3 separate regions of the Mus musculus genome follow, and all the other regions are linked to region 2. A link is a contact called in public promoter capture Hi-C data. All regions are on one chromosome and are shown on one strand. The core of a region is the stretch at or near the end of the contact, and the rest is flanking DNA. Distances in the headings are between cores, read along the strand shown.

Evidence for each region. Promoter capture Hi-C pulls out the DNA fragments that hold promoters and counts their contacts.
Region 1: a promoter capture Hi-C map of the HPC-7 cell line shows a contact between it and region 2. The contact joins the enhancer-like site here to the promoter of Usp7 in region 2. A contact is called at or near these places in 10 of 39 promoter capture datasets (the C10 cell line, the HPC-7 cell line, cranial neural crest and 7 more), 2 of 115 datasets of contacts at active chromatin or transcription factors (bone marrow-derived macrophages and memory CD8 T cells) and 2 of 9 other capture datasets (adipose tissue and liver).
Region 3: a contact with region 2 is called in a promoter capture Hi-C map of pre-B cells. The contact joins the enhancer-like site here to the promoter of Usp7 in region 2. A contact is called at or near these places in 7 of 39 promoter capture datasets (the C10 cell line, the HPC-7 cell line, cranial neural crest and 4 more), 1 of 15 datasets of contacts at CTCF or cohesin (the NIH/3T3 cell line), 1 of 484 Hi-C or Micro-C datasets (B cells), 11 of 115 datasets of contacts at active chromatin or transcription factors (astrocytes, bone marrow-derived macrophages, craniofacial prominence and 6 more) and 4 of 9 other capture datasets (adipose tissue, embryonic stem cells, liver and 1 more).

The regions. Positions count from the first base shown.
Region 1 is chr16:8,454,058-8,456,792 of GRCm38.p6, reverse strand. No RefSeq gene overlaps it. Among named protein-coding and RNA genes, the nearest start is that of Mettl22, 15 kb to the left of the region's middle. Within about 2 kb of position 1,427, at least 41 of the 459 cell types and tissues checked have an H3K27ac peak or open chromatin away from gene starts, as enhancers often do. A contact at or near this core is called in the HPC-7 cell line and memory CD8 T cells, where this site is marked.
Region 2 is chr16:8,736,947-8,739,799 of GRCm38.p6, reverse strand. Usp7 (ubiquitin specific peptidase 7) reads left to right here and starts at 1,458. Exons shown (of 31, transcript NM_001003918.2): 1 at 1,458-1,596. The coding sequence starts at 1,515.
Region 3 is chr16:8,407,796-8,410,793 of GRCm38.p6, reverse strand. It overlaps Tmem114 (transmembrane protein 114), which reads left to right. Exons shown (of 4, transcript NM_029070.2): 4 at 1,033-1,518. The coding sequence ends at 1,265. Among named protein-coding and RNA genes, the nearest start is that of Gm24579, 6.5 kb to the right of the region's middle. Within about 2 kb of position 1,428, at least 10 of the 459 cell types and tissues checked have an H3K27ac peak or open chromatin away from gene starts, as enhancers often do.

The DNA of each region.
Region 1 (2,735 bases), core at 178-2,677, 280 kb after region 2:
TATAGAAAATCCCACAGAATGGACTAGTTAGAATATAACTTACACAAGCTAACAGTCATCCTCCTGCCTCTGGACCTTGTCCTGCCTGTAACCCTCTCCATTTAGGGCTCTTATACTTGCAAGGCCTGTTTCAGGGAGGGCCAGACTCCCTTACTTATGTCACAGGACAAAAATATTCATTGATTTTTTTTTTGTTTCCATGTGTGCTGTGTATATGTGAATATGCATGCTTCACATGTGTGTGGGCACATGTATGTGAGTATGTAGAGGCCTGAGGTTGATGCTGATAATTCTCAGTCATCCTTCTACTTTGTGCCCTGGGCAACGTCTCCCAGTCAGCCCCAGAGAATTTGGGCACATTGGTCTCCTTACCCAGCTTGCTCAGGGATCCTGTCTTCTTTAGACTTAGAGGCAGGTCTTCATGCCCACCAGCACTGATGTGGATCCTGGGGCTCCAAACTCTGGTCCTAATGCTTCCAATTAGGACACCGTAGCTGACGAGTCATCACCTCAGGAAAAGCCTTTTCAGCTTGGCCCACCAGCTTCCCAAGCCACGATGCCATCACCTGAGCCACATGCCCACCTTTAACTGGTCCCTTGAGATTCTATGTGCAGTGTGAGCCTGATATCCAGTTACCTGGCAGCACAGTGGACCACAAGCATCCGTGGCCCCTGGATGATGGTGGCAAGGGATCTCCTTGGACATGCTTTCTCATCTCCTTCTCTTTTTTATTCTTTATTGTTTGAGAATTTCATATGTGCATGGAATGCGCTTTGATCAAGTCTGTCTCCCATTCTCTCCCATCTGATTCCTCTCCTGCTCCTCCACACTTCCCTCTCAACTTCACATGCTTGCGTGCTCTGTCTCTCCCCTCCCTTCCCCAAGCCTCCCAAGCTGCTGAATTCACCTAGTGCTGGCTGTGTATACATGGGTTTAGGCCATCTACTGGAGCAGGGAGTCTCTCAGGGGACAGATCCTTGAGAAAACTGCAGCTCCATCAGCTAGTTACTCAACAACCCTTGATTCTATAGCGGCATCGTGTAAGGAACATCCAGGGACAGGTTGAGGTGTGTGTGTGTGTGTGTGTGTGTGTGTGTGTGTGTGTGTAAAATGCTGACTGACTTGGTAGATGGGAAGCAGAGTTCAGGACAGAGAAAGGAATAAAATATGGCCAGGAAAGACCCTGAAGAAAGGGATAAAATATGGTCAGGATCATCCCGAGTAGTAGAAGAAAGGCAAGGTGTGAGCCTTGGGCAGATCTGGGAGTGAGCCTTACTCTTGCTGAGTGCCAGCTTCCCTATGTAGGAGAGATGGACAGGCTAATACCAGGCCTTCACCCTGCACTTCTCCCCCACACCTCCCCTATCTATACTAGTCAGAGAGTGGGCGGGGATGCTTTTGCCCAGGCTCATCCTGTTTTGTGGTCTTTTGTAATTTCCTCTTCTCTCTCTACCTCTCATTTTCTCTTTGCCAGCCAGTGATAGGCTAGGAACTTCAGGTCACAAAGAAGCTTTGATTATCTGGCTCCCTGGCAGCTCCTTTCATCTTGGGAACATTTTGCAAGCCAAATCTAATTGAGGCGGGGTGGCAGGCTTGCAGGGAGGGTCGCATCTTCTCCGGTTAGCTACCAGTGCTCTGCTTAGGGAATGGCTCTCACATCCGCTGGACACACAGGCTCAGCCCCCGCTGTGTTCTAAGGGGTGTCAGCTCTACTTTCCCCAGCTTCCCCGAGGGAAGCTTTTTGAAGATCAGGAAGCAGAGGCTCACTTGCTTGTTGGTGGGGAAGGGGGGGGGGTTGGGCAACTCCAATCCCCAGATGCCTGTCTCATGCCCTCTCATTCCCACTGTCCCCAGCCAGGCCACTTCTGGCTCATGGTGCAAATTCAGTTACTACAGTCTCCGGGAGGCCAAGTTCCCAGCTTGCTTTCCAAATGGCTTTGGATATTAATGCTCTGTGGGAGGATTTTAGCCATGGGTGAAAAGGTGGCTTGTGCAAAAACAACATTTTTGATTTCTTCTTTCTCAGTTGGGAAAATGTGTTCCAGGCAGCAATGCTGAGCTCCGCGGGGAAAGCACTGGAGGAGCTTAGAGGGTACTGGAGGCTTTGCGCAGGGAACACGACCCAGGCAACCAGGCTTCATAGCACTGACTGTCCTCACAGATAAAGGGGTTACACAGAGGCTGGAATGATGGGGTAATATGAGTTTGCGGAGTCAGAGACCTGTGGGGAGCAGGCCTGGAGCAAGAGTGAGGTTGAGACCTGTTCGAACCTTGGAAATCTGGCTGGAGATCTGCAGGAGTAGGATTGCTCACCTCCTGCCCTGCCCCGCGTGTCCTAGCGCACTTAGCCCTGTGCCTCCACCTTTGCCCCACCGTTGGTGGTCACCTAGCCAGTTGGTAGTCAGGATAAACCTCCTTTCCCCTTATAAAGTCATGTCCAGCAGTACCTGGAATTCCTCCTCATGCAAGTGAGGCAATCCTAGCACCCTGGCCTCAGCCAATGATGTACACCCCCCCCCCCAAAGGTTTATATACCCTATCGACTCTGTTCTAATCTGCTCTCACTCATCGGTGTCTGAAATCTCCAACTCAGGGCTGGTTCCAACCACCCAGAATCCACTGGCTGTGATTGCTAGTGATCACACCACTTCAGCAGAGCCTGAACTGTAAGGTTACAGGGGACCTCAGGCACCTGGAATGGGGAGACAGCATGGTGGAAACACAATGTCTTGGG
Region 2 (2,853 bases), core at 209-2,708:
AGGAGGAAGGGGCAGGTTTCTGGTGAATCAGGTGCCTTTGGGACCTGGTAGGAGGAAGTTCCTTGATGGGAAGCGTTCAGGCCAAGATGTTCTTGTTTTGTTGTTGATTTGTTTGAGTCCTGGTTGGCTTGGCCATGCCTCCAATTCGAAGAGATCCTACTGCCTCAGCCTCTGCCTCCGCCTCCCAAATTCTGGGATTAAAAAGGCATGTGCTACCCCCCCCCCCCCAAGTCAGTTGGCGCTTAGGCCTTAAATCAATCAGATTTTCCCTCTTCAAATTTCTTGTATTGAAAAGTTCGCTTTTAAAAAAATTTGACTCCTAAAACTTAGAAAGGTAGACGCAGGAGGATCAGGTGTCCATCAAGCACCATGAAAAGTTCCAGGCCAGCTTGGACTACCCGAGAGACTCTTTCCCAGTGGACGATCGTGGCCAACCTGATCTCCTAGAGAGGAAATAAATGAATGCTGGGATAGGTGAGAGCCGAAGGACTACACTTTGCCTTATTGGATCTAGGGTGCAAAAGAGTTAAGTTTCCCACGTATTTGCCCGGGTGAGAATCCCGGGGCCGGTTACGGGCCGTAAAACGGCGCCGCGCCTTGGGCTCCTTGTCCAGCCCAGTTCCCGCGAGCACCCCTACCCTCAGCCGGAGCCCCGCGGCCCTGGGCTGCGCTCCGCTGCCTCACAGAGGAGACCCCGGCGCCCCGCTCCAGCAGGGCTGGCGGGCGGGCGGCCGGCGCGCGGGGTGGGTGCTCCTCGGTGGCGGCGGGCGGGCCGCTCCCTGCTCCGCCTCCCGCTCCGCCTCCCGCTCCGCCCGCCGCCCGCCCTCGTCTCGTTCGCTCCGCTCTCGCCCCCCATGCGGATGTGACATTTCACGCCGCCGCCATTTTGAGAGCGAGCTGAGCCGAGCCGAGCCGCCGGGCGCCGCGTCCGCTGCCGGAGCCCCGACGACGACGCCGAGGAGGCGGAGGCCTCAGCGCCCCGAGCGCGGCCAGCCGGTCACCCGCCCGCGCAGCCTCAGCGGTCGCCGCCGCAGCCCACACCCGGGCCCGCAGGCTCGCCGCGGCCCGCCCGGCCTCCAGCCTTCCGCGCCCGGTCCGAGGCGGGGCTGACTACGCGGCCCCCGCCCGGCCGCCCTCCGCCCCCGGCCGGCCCGCGGCCCCGCAGCCCCGGCCCCGGCGGCGGGAGGCGGGCCCTGCGGCGGCGGCGGCGGCGGCGGCAGCGGCGGCCGCAGCGAGCGAGGAGGCCGCCCGGCTCGGCCCGCCGCCGCCCGCCCGCCTCGGCGCCGAGATTGGGCGAATCGCGAGCAAGTACGTGCGCGTCTCCCTGCCGCCGCCGCCGCCGCCGCCGCCCGCCGCGGGCCGCCCCGGGGCCGCCGCCGCCGACGACGCGCGGGTAGGAAGAGGAGGAGGCCGCCCCGCCGCCGCCGCCGCCGCCGCCTCTGCTAGCAGCCGCCCGCCCGCCGGGCCCGCAGCCCGGGCCTCCGGCCGCAGGCGAGGCCCAGGCCGCGGCCGACATGAACCACCAACAGCAGCAGCAGCAGCAGCAGAAAGCGGGCGAGCAGCAGCTGAGCGAGCCCGAGGACATGGAGATGGAAGGTGAGGCCCGCAGCGGGGCCGGCGCTTTCATTGTGGTCCGGGCGGCCGCGGGAGCCACGCGAGGGCCTCGCCATCTTTAACCAGGCCGGGCTGCCGCTCGGCCCCGCTCGGCCCGGCGCTTTTGCCGGGCCGGGGCTGCACAGTCATGCGGCCCGGCGGGGGGTGGCCCCGGACCCCCGAGTTCACGCATTGTGCAGCGCACGGGCTGCTGGGCACAAAGCGCCGGAGTCGTAAATTAGGATCGAGGTGTGTTGGCTCCGGGTACCCAGGTTGGGAGGCGGGCCCCGGGGACCGTCCTCTTTCCGGGGTGTGTGGCTCTGGCCAGGCTGGTTGGGCCTGCTCCCCGGCCCCTGAGCTCTTGGGGTGGGTATGGGAGCGGGTGCGCAGGTTCCCCTGCACCTGCTTCTGAACGCGCCCCCGGAGAGCCTCCCCCCAATAACTTCCGAGCGCTCTGCCGGGCGTCGCGCTTAATTGCGGAGACACCTGCAAGGCGCGCAGCTGCCCTCAGCCTTTGGACTTGCTGGGAAAGTACTCAGGTTCGCCTAGTTTATAAGTTACCTGGGCTTGTGGAGGAGTTTGGGTACCTGGCTGTAGGTGGTGCCGTCCACGTCCGGCTAAAAAGTGTGCTTGAAACTATGGAGTTCCGCCGCACATGGCTGGCCTACTGCAGAAGCAGATTAAGTTCTGGAGGTAACTATGTTTTCTACCGGAGCCGCAGGAATTTATCTTGGTACTGGATTTTATACTGTTTGTAGAGCTTCGCTATCAAGGTTTGCTGTGAAAGCGCAGTGGAGGGACTCTGGCTTCGGGATCTCATGCTGGGTTGGTCATTTTCTTTTCTTTTGACTTGGTACTTTAAGTGAAGGCAGTATGCGCGGTTACCTGCCCTAAAGGGGTCAGACAGGCAGGAATCCCAGTGAGGGGCAATGAATGGACCGTTCAGCAAGTGATAGTGGCTTTCATAAATGAATGAAGGTTCCTAGGAAGTTGGGGTAAAACTGTATTTGTTGTGTATGATGTAGCATGCTCTAGGCTAGGAATACTGACTCTTGACCCCCCCTGTGAATAACTTGATGGTGATCAGTGGGAATCAAACAATTGTCTGACCATGCAGCAGAGGGAAAAAGGCCCTAGGGGGCCGGGGGAAGGGGGAAGCTGAAGTTCATGCCAAGGACTAGGCTGTTTCTCTTGGCCTCAGCAAATCAGTAATTTCAGAGTGTCTGGCAAGTGCGATTAAACCAAATAGCTGATGGAACT
Region 3 (2,998 bases), core at 179-2,678, 330 kb after region 2:
TCTTTCCCCCTTCTTGGGTCCCAATGATTCACTGATTCAACGGAAGTTCACCAGGGGAACCTGTGAGTTTATGAGGCTTACAGGCAGAGCAGTGGGTGAGGCAGAGCATAGATGACCTTAAAGCAGCCACCCCAGGAGGTCTGCACCCACCCAGCATGTGTGATGACTCCCTGTGGCTGTGTAGATGAAGCCTACCCCTTTTCTCCCCTCCGGATCTCCTCCAACCCTTCCCACAAGCCCACAAAAAATTAGGGTAGAAATGCTTCTAATGGTGGTGGCTAGATCCTCAGGTGAGGGTGCTAAGACCCTCTCTGCCCCCTCCAGGCCAGCAGAACTCCTGATGTTGGCAGCAGTTTGGCTGGGAGGACAGACCTGCATAATGAGGGAGAGGGGAAGAGGAGAGAGACAGAGGAGGGAGAGGAAGGTAGGGGGAGGGAGATGAGGGAGGAGAAAGAGAAGAGAAAGAGGTGTATGTGAAGAAAATCCAGCTCTTATGTTAAAAGAATAGAAGTTTTTTTTTTTTTCTTTTTCTTTTTTCCTGGAGCTGACTATTAGTGACCATGGTCTGGGAACAGAGATTCAGGTCTTCCGTCTCCACAAATATCATGTTCCAATGAAGTAGAAATTCATGGAACGTTTTATGGCAACGAATAAAGAAAGCCATAAGTGGTCCATCGGTGGGTACATTTGGATAGGTGAGTTTAAGTAAGATGCGGAGAAGGCTGCTCTAGGGCTGGCTTGCTGACAGCCCGATAAGCCCTTTGGCGGGGACGGACAAATCTACATCATCGAAGTCTTAATCAACCCGCCTTGGCAGACATAGCTTCTTTCCAGGACTTCTCAGGCACAATGGAGAAGGATGGAGGCAGGAAGGACGGAGGAGGTGAGAGGAAGAGGAGTTGAAAGAAGAGTGAGGAAGGAAGCTGAGGGGGTGGAGGAGAGAAGGGGTGGGGGTTCAGGAGGGAACTGGGTGGAGGAGGAGGAGGAGCAGACCAAGAGGTCCTGAATGACTGTCCCTGTCTTTCCCTGCAGCCATGGTGACCCTCACTGGAATCAGCATCTACATTGCGTACTCAGCAGTTGCCTTCCGAGAGGCAGTATGCCTCCTGGAGGAGAGGGCCCTGCTGGATCAGGTGGATATACGCTTTGGCTGGTCTCTGGCCCTCGGCTGGATTAGCTTTGTATCTGAGCTGCTCACTGGGGTGGTCTTCCTGGCAGCGGCGCGTGCGCTCAGCCTGAGCCAGAGGCAGGACCAAGCCATCTGAGTTTGGCCAACCCAGGAGGCGCAGGGCCTTTTGGACCCATCTCAGTGGATGGCAACCTTTTCTTACTCAAATACCATTGACAGAAGCCAGAAAGCCAGTGGTGGCTCGCTGAGGATGAGTGCCCCCTGGCTGCTGTCTTTGTGCTATCTGGGCTGCCCAGTCTGCTGTGATGTGCGCATGTGTGTGCTTCTGGTAGTCCGGAAGAGAGGGAGTGTGGAGCCCTTATCACCTGAAATAAACACCAATCCTAGTCACCCGGTAGTTTTTGAGCTCTGCCTCACCCTGCGCCTCCTCTGGCTTCATTTTGTCCTTGGCCCTGCCCTTTGGATCAGCTTCTCTTCTTTGTGAGAAGATGCTGGGTGGATCAGAGAGGTGGGATAACGTGTGCAAAGGTGCACAGAGACACGGGCATGCTTGGCTCTTCAAGAGTCACCCTGTCACGGTGGTGGCACACGCCTTTAATCCCAGCACTTGGGAGGCAGAGGCAGGCGGATTTCTGAGTTCGAGGCCAGCCTGGTCTACAGAGTGAGTTCCAGGACAGCCAGGGCTACACAGAGAAACCCTGTCTCGAAAAACCAAAAAAAAAAAAAAAAAAAAAAAAAAGAAAAGAAAAGAAAAGAAAAGAAGAGTCACCCTGTCTGCCAGCACAGCGTCCCAGGGTCCTGTGGGGTCCTTCTACCTCAGATGCTACCTTAAGCTTCACACAACCTGGACCCAGACAGGAGGACACAGTGGGTAGCACCAGGGAGAAGTCAGAGCTCTGGGGTCCCAGCACCAAGGAGGGAAGGTTTCCTGAGTGAGTCACTCCAGCCAGTGTGTGTGAATAGAGGGGGTCGGTGAGAGTAGAGTGCAGGGAGAAGTGGAGGGAGGGGTTAAAGAAGGAAGTGGAGGGGGTAGGAAAGAAGGGATGGAGGGGGGAACAGAGAGTGGAGGAGGAGGGGAGTGGAGGTGAAGAAGGGCATGTGGGAGGGTTGGGGTGGAGGTGGAGGAGAGGGAAGTGAGAGAGGGGAGTTGGGGTGGAGGAGGGAAGTGGAGGATTTGGGAAGAGTACTGCCTAATTCTCCATAGGAAAGGTTTTCTGGTACAAGGAGTTTCTGGGCTAGGGGCTCACTTTGGAAATGTTAACAGATGTATCTCAGAGGCTAGAGACCCCCTGGACCACTCAGCTGGGCAGTGTTGGTCCTCTGTACTTCTCCAGGGGTGTCGGGAGGCCCCCAGAGGAAGAGGGGCAGGCACAACCAGTACGAACATCCCTCGAAACCACAGTTTCATCCTCAGATGCTCACCTCTGTGTCTGTGCCCAGCTTGAAGGCCAGATGTCAGCCCTCGCCCAGCCTAGTGTGGAGCTTGGCAGTACTCAGCAGGAGTCACTGGGGACTGCAGCCCAGGATGGGAGGTGGGGATCCTTGGGCTGAAGGAACTGCAGGAGCTGCCAGTGCGTCAGTGGGTTTCACGGCCATTGGTGCGTGTTATTAGATGACAACACTGTTCTCAGCATCATGACATCATACCTTCACAATGTCACCATCCTCGCAGGACATTGTCATCAAATGACACCACTATAGTCACCAATGACATCATAGCCTTTCTGTGACACCAACATCCTAAGGACTGTCTTAGTTACTTTTCTATTGCTGTGACCAAACGCTACGACCATTTTAAAGTCGGGACTCACAGGCTCAGAGAGTTAGAGTTTGTGACCATCATGGCAGGCAGGCAGGCAGGCAGGCAGG